3 separate regions of the Mus musculus genome follow, and all the other regions are linked to region 3. A link is a contact called in public HiChIP or PLAC-seq and promoter capture Hi-C data. All regions are on one chromosome and are shown on one strand. Each heading gives the region's core, a stretch centred on a gene start, on an enhancer-like site or on the middle of the called end of the contact. The rest is flanking DNA. Distances are from core to core; before and after follow the strand shown.

Evidence for each region. Promoter capture Hi-C pulls out the DNA fragments that hold promoters and counts their contacts. HiChIP or PLAC-seq counts read pairs in DNA pulled down with a chosen protein or histone mark.
Region 1: a contact with region 3 is called in a promoter capture Hi-C map of cranial neural crest. The contact joins two enhancer-like sites. A contact is called at or near these places in 1 of 39 promoter capture datasets (cranial neural crest), 5 of 115 datasets of contacts at active chromatin or transcription factors (astrocytes, embryonic hindbrain, embryonic midbrain and 2 more) and 1 of 9 other capture datasets (embryonic trunk).
Region 2: a contact with region 3 is called in an H3K4me3 HiChIP or PLAC-seq map of embryonic hindbrain, with 7 times the contacts expected there. The contact joins the promoter of A230103O09Rik here to the enhancer-like site in region 3. A contact is called at or near these places in 3 of 39 promoter capture datasets (the 3T3-L1 cell line, cranial neural crest and maxillary cranial neural crest), 1 of 484 Hi-C or Micro-C datasets (embryonic fibroblasts), 8 of 115 datasets of contacts at active chromatin or transcription factors (astrocytes, craniofacial prominence, embryonic forebrain and 5 more) and 1 of 9 other capture datasets (embryonic tail).

The regions. Positions count from the first base shown.
Region 1 is chr13:39,876,088-39,879,858 of GRCm38.p6, forward strand. No RefSeq gene overlaps it. Among named protein-coding and RNA genes, the nearest start is that of Gm23972, 19 kb to the left of the region's middle. RefSeq lists an enhancer at 606-3,346. Within about 2 kb of position 1,989, at least 27 of the 459 cell types and tissues checked have an H3K27ac peak or open chromatin away from gene starts, as enhancers often do.
Region 2 is chr13:39,822,489-39,826,071 of GRCm38.p6, forward strand. A230103O09Rik (RIKEN cDNA A230103O09 gene) reads left to right here and starts at 1,691. Exons shown (of 2, transcript NR_167690.1): 1 at 1,691-1,918.
Region 3 is chr13:40,702,539-40,706,256 of GRCm38.p6, forward strand. No RefSeq gene overlaps it. Among named protein-coding and RNA genes, the nearest start is that of Gm26688, 23 kb to the right of the region's middle. Within about 2 kb of position 1,898, at least 19 of the 459 cell types and tissues checked have an H3K27ac peak or open chromatin away from gene starts, as enhancers often do.

The DNA of each region.
Region 1 (3,771 bases), core at 739-3,238, 830 kb before region 3:
CAAAGGCATTTTAAGTTCTGATAGTTTTACTTTGACAAGGGAAAAATTCAGTAACTGGATCACTCACACATGTTTTCATAAAACATGCGAGTGTTCTGAAAAGAAATCAAATGTTAAATAATCCAGGAGAAATTTATTTATTTATTTTTTATCACAAAGCATCATCCTCTGTGTTTCTTGAAACTTTTAAAGGCATCAGTCTTGGCAGACAGGGCTGCTTGTGGAAAAGGGAGAATGGTGAGGTTAGAGCTGTTACCATTGCAAAATGACCTGATAAATTAATTATTCAGATAATGGCAGAAATTCTATAACTTGACGTGTTCGTTTTATGTACGTTATCAGTTTAACATTTACAGGAGCTGTGGAACATTGGTGATTCTTTCTGAAGGTAGGCTTTTGCTCCATCATTTGGATCTCTGTCCCTCTGTTTCTGTCTCTGTCTCTGCCTGTCTGTCTGTCTCTTTCTGTCTCTGTCTGTCTGCCTGTCTGTCTCTCTCTCTCTCTCATATATATATAATATATATATATTACCTTCATAGCTAGGCAAAAAGTCATGGTGAAATAGAGAATGACTATATCTGATAAGCAAGCTTGATACAGATAAGGTTTCACACCCACAACCTGTCGAGAGCGTGTCAGTTAGAAGTATGGTTCGTTTACTCTCAATGAGAACTTGAAAACGATGCTAGGCTGTGATATTATACAGATGACAGGTATTAGCAGTTTTAGAGAAGACTGAATACTAATAAATAAATGTGGGGAAAATCCTCATCTTCAATGATTAAAAACTATGTTAGAATATGTGTAAATAATACATATGAATATATACATAAGCTCTGGCAATGTTTAAACGTTTTTGTAAATGGATTTCTGCTTGTTAGTAATTAATATGTAGCATTCCTAGTTGTTTAAAATATAAAGTACATATAAAATATCATTTTAAGTTTCTGGTTGTCAAAATAGCCTTTATTTTTCATTCATGATGCTACCATTTACCAAAATGCATTAATTTCAGTAGCTATACATCATGTTTTTGACACAGAAACACTTTTTGCTGATAGTTTTATTTGTTATTATACAACGAATAATGTCCAGAGAAAATGTGTTCTAAATATGACGAACACTTTTCCACTTTTCTATTACATCAAGAAGCTAAGACAGTTTTTCACAAGGATGTTTTCCATGTCAGATATCTGAATTTTCAGGAAAATAGGCTTTTCAGGACCATTGGAAGCAGTTTCCGTTTACTTGTGTTGGTCACAACTCAAGCTGCGAGGAGCCTTGTAACTTTGGTGCAATTTCCATAAACCAATTAACTATGGGTGTTTATCTGTTCGCCAGAATGAGCAGGGCTATAGAGGTGGACGAAGAGGCACCCACTTAGAGATGGACGGGAGCTGGGTTAACAGGCAGACAGATTTGTAGGCACAGACCCACCCATTCTTGCCCATAATGAGCAGAGTCCGGCAGCTTTAATTCATGTGTTTTGAGCTTTTTGTCTTCCGCGCCACAAAAGGGAATACAGGACCCTGTTAGGGGAGGGTTAGATTAGTCCTACATGGTCAATGGAAACAATGCTGACATGTTACTTGATCAAAAAGATGTTTTCACACTGTGTCTCTTAGATGGTCCCAGGGGACAACTTTCTTTCTCTTTCCTCCTCTGTCTGTCTGTCGGTCTGTCTGTCTGTCTGTCTCTCTCTCTTTTTAATTACCAAGCATGACATTCATGGTTATTTCTTCTTTCCACCCAGTTGACTACAAAGGGGCTGGTTCTTGGGCCCCTTGTTGGTCAGGCCTGGGGGAGGGAGTGACAGAAGGCTGACCTTATTTACCTTAGCGGCGTCCCGTGTAATCTGGTTAATCGTGTGGCTAATGGGAGGACTCCGTGGATCCCCACACACTGCGCGCCACAATGAGGGCTCATTCATAGGTAATACAATAGAGTGTTTAAGTCATTCCACGCTTTGTGGAGAAGATTGGCTTTCTTTGTGTGCCTGCTCCCCCGAAGCCTTTGCCCCTCCTCCTCTTTCAGACAGGCATATGTTCTGGCTCCTGTCTACTGCAGCTGGACAAGGAAAAGGCAGGCTTCTTTCTTTTCTCTCTCTCTTTTTTTTTTCAGTCAATGAATTGATTACTACGTGTGAAATGGGACTGAAATAGCTCCCACCCCTGGCTGACGGATGCATAGATTAGCCTTTTGGTCTTCTAATATTTCACATCAAGACACTCTTAAGAGGAGGCAGGACTCCTGGTCCCCAAGTTGTCCATTGTGAGCCCAACAATCTGTTGAGTACAAAAGAAAAATAAATAAATAAATAAAAGCAGGTGAAGTGTTGGCCTGGTTCTTTTAATAGCATCTGCATATGATGTTCCTTAAACCAGGACTGTGGAGAAAACAAGGAGACTTCAGAGTGGTGGGAAATAGACAGATACTTACTAAGACAAAAGTTTAAGGACATCTGAGCTGAAACAGTAATTTCATCAACACACTACTCATTAGCCTTTGGATTTGAATTTAGAGGTGATAAGGTCTCATTAGTCCTAATGGGCTAGATAATGGATTCCTGGGTTTGTCTACACCCCATAGGATGAACTGCAATTTTTGAGAATGGACTTTGGGATTCTGAAGTAAAGACTGGAATGTTTTTAATTCTTCTATCTATCTATCTATCTATCTATCTATCTATCTATCTATCCATCCATCCATCCATCCATCCATCCATCCATCCATCTATTTAATGTTTAGTTGAAGTTTTAGAAGACCTGAAATCTGGTATCTCACTACCTCTGCCTTCAACTTTGTACAAATGGACTTATTGTTAGTCAATCACCTCAGCAAGATGCTGAGTCAGAAAGGTGGGTTATTACTCTTTTTCATGTGGTCAGATAATTGCACTGTTATTTGGATGATTAAGAGGGACTTTCAAAGGTAAACACGGATCACGGATATCAATCTCTTCACTGTGAAATGCTGTGAGATCACCAGTCTCAGGATTCCGGAGCCTTTGCTAAACTGTGATACATCACAAGTCCTCTGGCGACAAGGGCTTGCTCACACGGCAAAATTTCCTAAGGGAGCTTGTGATGAAGTATGCTTCTATTTAGAGCAAAACCGGGGGGTTAATGAACTGGTATTTACAACAGCAGTGGATTAGATCCTTCTAAACAAGTGCATTCTGCTACAACGATGATACCTAATGTTAGAACCAAATACAGATGAATAAGGCCAGTTTCTAAACTAATGAAAGTGGACAATTAAAGACTAGTGGAGTATGTAGTAAAAGAAGAGAATGACATTTATTTATGACATGATGTATGGTTTGCCTGGTTCAAGCCTACATTGACATAATGCAGCATGATGGGGGGTTGGAGGGGGGTGAGTCTGGCCGATCTAACTCATTCCTAGTAGCTGGAGTTAAACGGAGCCCAGACACCTGCCATGTTAGCCAAGAAATAGAATAGAAGCCTTCCCCACATGTGGACCCGGACAAGTGGTCACTGAACTATTGTTCTAGAAAGTCCTCTTGTCAGTCCTGGGAAAGCAATGGCTTCAAATATAAGAAAGCACAGCCCTGTGGGTCATCTAAAGATTCACCATACCCAGCAAAAGCATTAGCCATTTATCCTGGTTAAACCTATCAACCCACTTTTAAAAAAAATTGGGGGGGGTGTTTTCTTTTACCGATGCGAAGCTTTGTGGTGTGTTATTGTCAACACATTTGTCGTGTATAAAGCACAGCTATTATTATCATTTAGAATTCATGTGCAA
Region 2 (3,583 bases), core at 441-2,940, 880 kb before region 3:
TTTTCTTAGGATTTTATGCATTGTACACTCAAGTTTCCACTATGATAGCTGGCTGATGTCTCTCAGAATTGTCTCCATGATCAGCTGTTTAGGGTGAGGCCAATCACAGCACTGCATGCCATTGTGTGAGTTCTGACTATATTTACGGAATCGTTCAGTATTTATATTTCATGTTAAATAACTGCCTTTGGTGTTTCAAGTGTGTCTTTAAGTACACATACACTTATTTTTCATAAATAGTATTTAAAACACCTGAGTACACACATACACACACTTTACATTTCAAAAATAGCATCATTTCCTAAACTATAGCTTGTTAAAACTGGGTACATATATAGAGAAAGCTTGTCATTTAGTAGAGTCCTACTTTACAGTGGGTTAATGCTAGAAAAAGGGAATAAATTGTGATACTTAAGCAATGTAGCCAGAAATTGGTACTGTATCTCTTTAGCATCCTTTCGTTGGTGAATATTTGGAAAAAATAAGTTGAATTTTAACATGGGAAAATATTGTATTCATGAGCACATTACATATAAGAACCATGTATGTAAATGGCTATATTTATAATTCCAATTTCATATTTAAAACAAAACAAAAATACACAAGTCCAGCCACATAGGCATCTCTGAAGGGTGTAGAAAAACTAGAGAGAACGACCGTGTGAAGACTGTCCCTGCTGCGCCCTTCTCCCCTTCTGTATTCACAGTAGATGGAGCCACTTAACACTGACCCCCACACTCCACCCCACACTAACCTCCCGAAAAGTTACCCAACCCCGTAAGGATCCACAGAGTCATAGTACCACCTTGGAGATATTTCCAAGACTAGAGTTAGCCAAACGATTCTATTCCATGTTTATGCTCCATACTAGACACGGAAAAAAAAAAAAAAACACCCAAAAAACAAAAAAACAAACCATGATTGCCCAGGCACATCCCCGGTGTAGCCAGTGGGCCAGCCCAACCCAGTCGATGCCTTTTTCAGAATCAGCCTGTTCCTCAGCACTTGCCTGGCTTGTTAAGCAGCCTGGTATCTTCACCCATGGAGACAGCACTTGAATGGCAGGCACCGAGCCAGTGTTTACCCTGTGGGGCTCCTGAGGAGCACCGTATCTGTCAACACTTCCTATCACTCTCCCATTTATGCAAACCAATTCTCCCCACCCCCACTGTTTTTTTCCCCCTTTTGGCTTGATGCATTCATCGCCAGACTGCAGACACCTAGTTAATCCATTTAGAAGCTATCAGCTCTGTTCATCGGCTCATAAACCTATTACCTTGGAGGCGCAGTTCTGAGGGACACAGGTGCCAGGCCAGGACACAAAACCCAATTGAGCTGTGTAGCAGGCAGTGTGGGGCTCCTAATCACGATTCTGCCTGCACGGGGACCTCCCCGTGTTCCGCCGTAGCAGGCACTTTATTAAATATCGATTTAAATCACGTCCTTTAATCAAATCTGATAGAGGACCTTTTTCACCTTCGCCCCTTCTCAGTTCCTCCTCACCCTCCTTTTCCAATCAGCCGGTCTGGTGACATCCAGAGCCCAGGAATGAATAGTTAGCAAGCCTTTCCCCAGCAAAACCCTCTTCAGCAGTAATGAGGCATTTGTGGTAATCGGGTGATGAAATGTAAATGGCAGTAATGAGCACAATTACATCCACTAGGGAGCCATCGGCGTGGCTTCTTTCCTCAGATAGATGAGGGCTTTCTCTGCCATTGCAGGCTGAGACTTCTCGGGGCTGCTGGATGGAGGCGCGGGCTGGCAGGAGCGGGAGCCCAGAAGCCAAAGCGGTGGCCTTGAACTCCAGGCCAAGATGCGCATCTACCAGCGTCGTCTCCCCTCCTCCCTCTACTTCCTCCCAGGCACGCCAGCTGCGGGGCTTTCAAACCGCGCCCTCTTCCTGCTTGAGGAGCTCAAGGTGAGCCTTGGGCCTGATGGCTGCACGGAAAACCTCTCTACATGTCAGCAGAGCTCAAAGCCAAGAGGTGGGACGCTTGCCAGGGAACACAGGGGCCATGCTGCTGTTTGTGCAGGCTTTGTAGTCAAGCAAGGAGACCCGACAAGTATGCAGGCATCTCCCGGAAAGGGAGCTCAGCACATCTGGGCGGGTGGTACCCGGAGCTGGGCTGGTGTTGTGTTCAGGATAAGATTTAACTACAGATCTAGAGTTGCTGACCAGAGATCTGACCTTGGAGTAGAGACAATGAACTGTGATTTAAGAAAACAAAAACCGGAAAAACAATAAAACCAATGGAAGTGAACGTGACTTGCCCTGACATAGAAAGACACATTATTGAAGTGTTGTTCTTGGACACGCAGTAAATGAACTTCCAATTTGCTAATGATTACAAGATATGTATCTAGGAATATTACAAATTACATGAATTTCTCATGGACAATTCTACGGAATAAAGGAGCAAAATGCTAACGCTCAATGTGGGACTCAGAGTTAGCAATGCTAATATAGGATTTTAATGATCTTTCATAAAATCTTATGACACTTAGATTAGTAGCTTCCAAACTCAGGAGAAGTTAGTATATTTTAAGATTATATTAACAATTTCCTGGTAGAACAACCATCTGATTTGTATTTTCTCCTTTGAGCTTTTTGTCATTAAATAGCTGTCTGGCTGGAGTTAACAGCTTCTGATAGAATAGGAGGCTAGATTTTATAAGGAGAACAATTTATTAAATTTGCATGACTATTGATCAATATGAGAAACATATCTATCGTTTAATAGCATTCACTTTAAGAGGGAACAAGTTTGGCCATTTATATTACATTTTCAAATGTTTTATTTCACTGTTTTCATAAAACATTAATTTCAAAGCATATTTACAGTTCTACTTTTTCCCCCCTCTTTTCCCCCCTCCATATTGCTTTTATTTGTTTTTGCCTTTGGGGAGAGGGATGATCAGTCATTTGAATTCCCCCACCCTTCTCTCTGAGTACTTTTACCAGGTATTCTCTGCTGAGTGTGGTGGTGTATGACTTTAAGCCCAGCACTGGAGAGGCAGAGACAGGTGAACCTCTGTGACTTGGAGGCCAGCCTGGTCTACAGAACAAGTTCTAGGACAGTGACACAGAATAACCCTGTCTTGAAAAACACAAAATAAAACAATGAATCAAAAAAAAAAAAAAAAAACAACCAAACAAACAAAAACAAAAAACCCCACATTCTCACTTTATTGTCCCGGTCGCCCTGCTATTCAGTATGCAGCCCAGATTCCCTCAACCTTATAGGACCCGAAGCATCCTCCTAAGCGCTGGTTTAATGGCATGAGACACCATGCCCAGCTCTTTCCGGGTTCTGGGTATAGTTAGGAGAGGCTAGTGCAATGGCTCACTCTTAGGAAGTTGAAGAGTCAACTTTTGTCAAACTCACCCTTCTGCTTATGGCTGTCTGCAAATTAGCTTTTGTTCATTTGCTGTTGAAAAGTCAGAATGCTTTTTAAGACGCCTAAGTGATCGTCACAGCGATGCCCATTTTTGGTCCAATTTAGTTTTCAATCTGGGGAGTAAAGAAGAAGCGAAAGCATCCCGTTTTATACTTGCTTCTTTCAAGTCTATAACTGGTGTCTC
Region 3 (3,718 bases), core at 648-3,147:
GAGGTTAGGATGTTCTGGCTTGGATACTGGGAACTCCTGTCTCTACTTTCTTTAACATGCCTGTATGAGTTACTTCCTAGAGATGCCCTCAGCTTCAGTACCCGTTATCCCGCCATGCCAGCCTGGTTTCCTCCACCCGTGGAGGCGACCCCTCCTGCCTCACCCTTAGGTCAAGAAAAAGCATGGACAAAGAGCAGACGCCAGGAGCTTGTTCCCAGGAACCCGGAACTGAAGGACCACACTAGCAGATGCCCCAGGTCCCCAACAAGGCCGCAGGAGGAAATTCAGCGCTCTGTTGAGCGTCGTAATACCCGCGTGCTCCTCCAGCTCTGCGCTGCCCCCGTCCATCCGTGCCTGGCCTTGATGACCTTAGCGCTCAGCCCAGAAGGACCTACAGATCCCGGCCGGAAACGGGAGGTCCCTAGCCGTTGAAAACGATCCATTTTCTCTACCCATTTGTCCTACAGCTGTCAGGGTAACGCTGTCTCCTTGGCGGCCCAGAGAAGAATGCGTTAAAAATTCTTAGCCAAGGAGTCTCCCCCGACCCCAAATATATCATTGCATGGCTTTCCTGACGCCAACCACTGGTCCCTAACCTCAGCCACCTTCTCTCGTTGAAATATGCACATCGCTCTTCAATAATTCAGACACCTGGGAAACCGGACAACTATAATTTTTCCAAACATCCCAGCATCCGGGTTGTCATTCATCATGCGTCTGTTTTATTTGAGATGGGGGCTTTGTGTGCCTTAGCTGCCCTATTCTGTCCCATTTGCATGAGGCTATTTAATGGACATTTATTTCAGCTTTGAAGGTCTGCTTTTAAAATCTAAATCCAGAAAGGAAGGCGGGAGGGAGCGCCGCCTCCCTTGTGACTCAGGGTAGATTTGCCTTTGGGACCCATTGCTTTGAGGAGAAGGGCCCTGAGGGTCCTGATTACGCATGAATTTTGATTCTGAGATGGGGCGCGTTATGAAGCTGGTTCGGCTTCCACAAGCTCAGGGTTTCCTTTGTAACTAACCGTGCTCCAGTCGGTACTCGTGTAGGACACGAGTAATTGTGTCCCAAATGCTTACATAAATCACTGATGGGTGAAATCACTCGCGCTCACTTAAAGTGTAATGTGATTAAAAGATTATGAGGTTGAAGCTAATATCTTGTCTCCCAGCTCCTGGACTCAATATCTTGACATCAGAAATTTATCAACGACAACTGTCTTGAAATTTCCAGATACAATAGGCTTCTGGGCCAGTGCATTAAAAGGAACCTCTCAAAAATAAAAAATGGGTATATGTGCATACTTCTTTATGGTAGTTGTGGTTTTCTCAGAAAAAGACGATAGAGAGACAGAGGCTATGGGCAGAGGGTGCTAGCTCAAGGCATCTTTTATTTTAAAAAGAAAAAAAGTACACGGGGAGGGGGGGCGTGACGGGCCCTACGTCTGGGAGCTGATTACTGGTGCTCTGAAAGCCTCGCCATTCCCCGCACGGTGGGTAAGTCCTTTATCGGGGGAAGCCCCGGCCTCGCCCGCAGCCATCCGTTGCCCGAAGGCGCGCGCTGGGCCGAGGCGCGGGAGCTGCTCGGAGACTCCGTAATGACCCGGGTTCGCCGCAGCTGCGCCCTGACCCTTTGTGATGGCGCCGATAGCGCTCGGCTGAAATTATGTCCTTCTCCGGGTGTGAAATTACCATGTTTATTAATTGAGCCAGACATTAGCTCTACCTTTTCTTTCTAAGCCGTGAAAATTTGTGATTCAGAGCAAATGGTTCTCCGACAGACGCGGCGCTCCACGTCCTACCCCTCCCTTCCCCTCCCCTCCCCTCCCCTCCACTCCCATCCTCTTCCCTACTCCAGCTCCCTCCCCCCCACGGCCCAGGGCAGTCAGCTAGAGAGCTTTCTAGATGCGGGTACCCGGAACCCAAAGAGAACAAGGAGGCAAGCCTGTGAGCGCGTGTGCGTGGCTATGCGCACGCGGAGACGTTCTCTTCTCCTGTGAGTGTTATCAAAAGTAACAACAGTCTGAATTACAGCTTTGCCCTGATCAGTAAAACCCAAATCGGCTTCAGGACAAAGAACCATCAATCAGCGACAAAGACAGATTTAGCGTATTAAATCTTTATTAAAGTGAAGTCATTCTTATTGGAATGATGTATCGGGTTGCAGAAAGATTGGATTCGCGCCCCCCCCCCCCCATGCTTGGGATGGAAACGTTGGTGGTGGGAAGCCGCCAAACATTCGGTGTGCCCCGGTTGTTCTGGGTAGCGATTGGGTGCCTGGAACTCTGGGGGGGGGGGGGTCCCTAGCTGCGCAACAAGGTTTAGACTCCCTCGCCCTGGCTGAAGAACCTCTACTCCCGCCAGTCTGCACCTTAATGGCCCTGGCGTAGCCCTGGCCACCTCCCAAAGAAACTTTTCCCTTTGATCTCTGAAACAGGGAAACGGAGGCACACGCTGGCGAAATCCAGGTCTCCAGAGGCCTAGAAACGAGAAAGAATATTCTGGTTTTCCGAAACAAGACTGCTCCGCATAACCTAAAGGAAGTTCCTGTGCCTGGGGTCTAAAGAAGAAGGGAGAGTCTGATTGTTCCCAGCGGGCTCGAGGTTCGTCTCTACCCTCCCTTACTCCTTGGGGCAAGATTGGAAGCAGGAGCTAGCTGCATTCACGCCTGAAGTGGGCTCTCAATTAAATTGGCCGGGCGGACCTCCTGCCCTGCAGTCAGCGAAAGCCGAGCCAAGAGGTTCAGGGGGAAGCCCTCCGCCTGAGGGATGAGCCGCCCCGTAGCGTTGCGCGTCGCCAGCGAAATGGCTCGAATTCTTATCTCCCTGGGAGCAAAGGGAGGGGGCGGGTCTCCCAAACTGCCCGCAGCTTTGCAGAATGGCAGCCTCAACCCCAACAAGATTTATTTGTGTCCCTCCACCGTCAGACACGCAAGACATCCATACCGACTGGAAGACTGAAAATGAACTGTTGGAATCAATTTCCTTGGAATACCCAACTTTTTTTTTCTATCATATTTCAGCAACGGGCTGAACGTTCTAGCCAGTTGATTCAATTTAGTATTTGCATAACCAACCGGGAGAAGGTGGCAGAGCCCATGAATGGATCTCTTGTTTGTTGTCAGTGTGAATGTGTTTTGGGCTTGGGTTTTAAAACATGTGTACGGGGAAGCAAGCCCTCACCCGTTCGGAAGAGTGAAGCTCACAATGAACTGAAGTCAGACTCAGAATCCCCCTACCCCGAGTTGCTAGCTGCCATTCCGCCCACGTGCCTGCAGGATCCTTCCTGATGTTCACTAATAGGGCCTTTGGTTCAGTCTCCTCATGTAGTCCGGATCTTAGACTGCCTTGGCAAAATATTTGAAATTATTTGGTGGCAAGGAAGAAGGACAATGCTGTCCCTTACTTTGCACATAGAAAAGGGACAAGCAGGCTTTTCTAAAATAGAAGCTGTTTTAATAGGATTTCAGCCAGGGCACTAATTAAATATTTCACAGATCCCCCAACCTAATGTGCTAACACTGTGAATTTTTTCCACCAAATCATACAAATTGGCCTTCTCTAAGGGCACCCCATGCGCACTCCATCTACCCTTTCCATATTCACCATACACACACACACACACACACACACACACACATACACCGTACCACAAACTCCTACCAACTGGTTTTCTGAATGGCATTACAAAGAATTTTGTTAAAGAAAAGTCAGACTAATTGC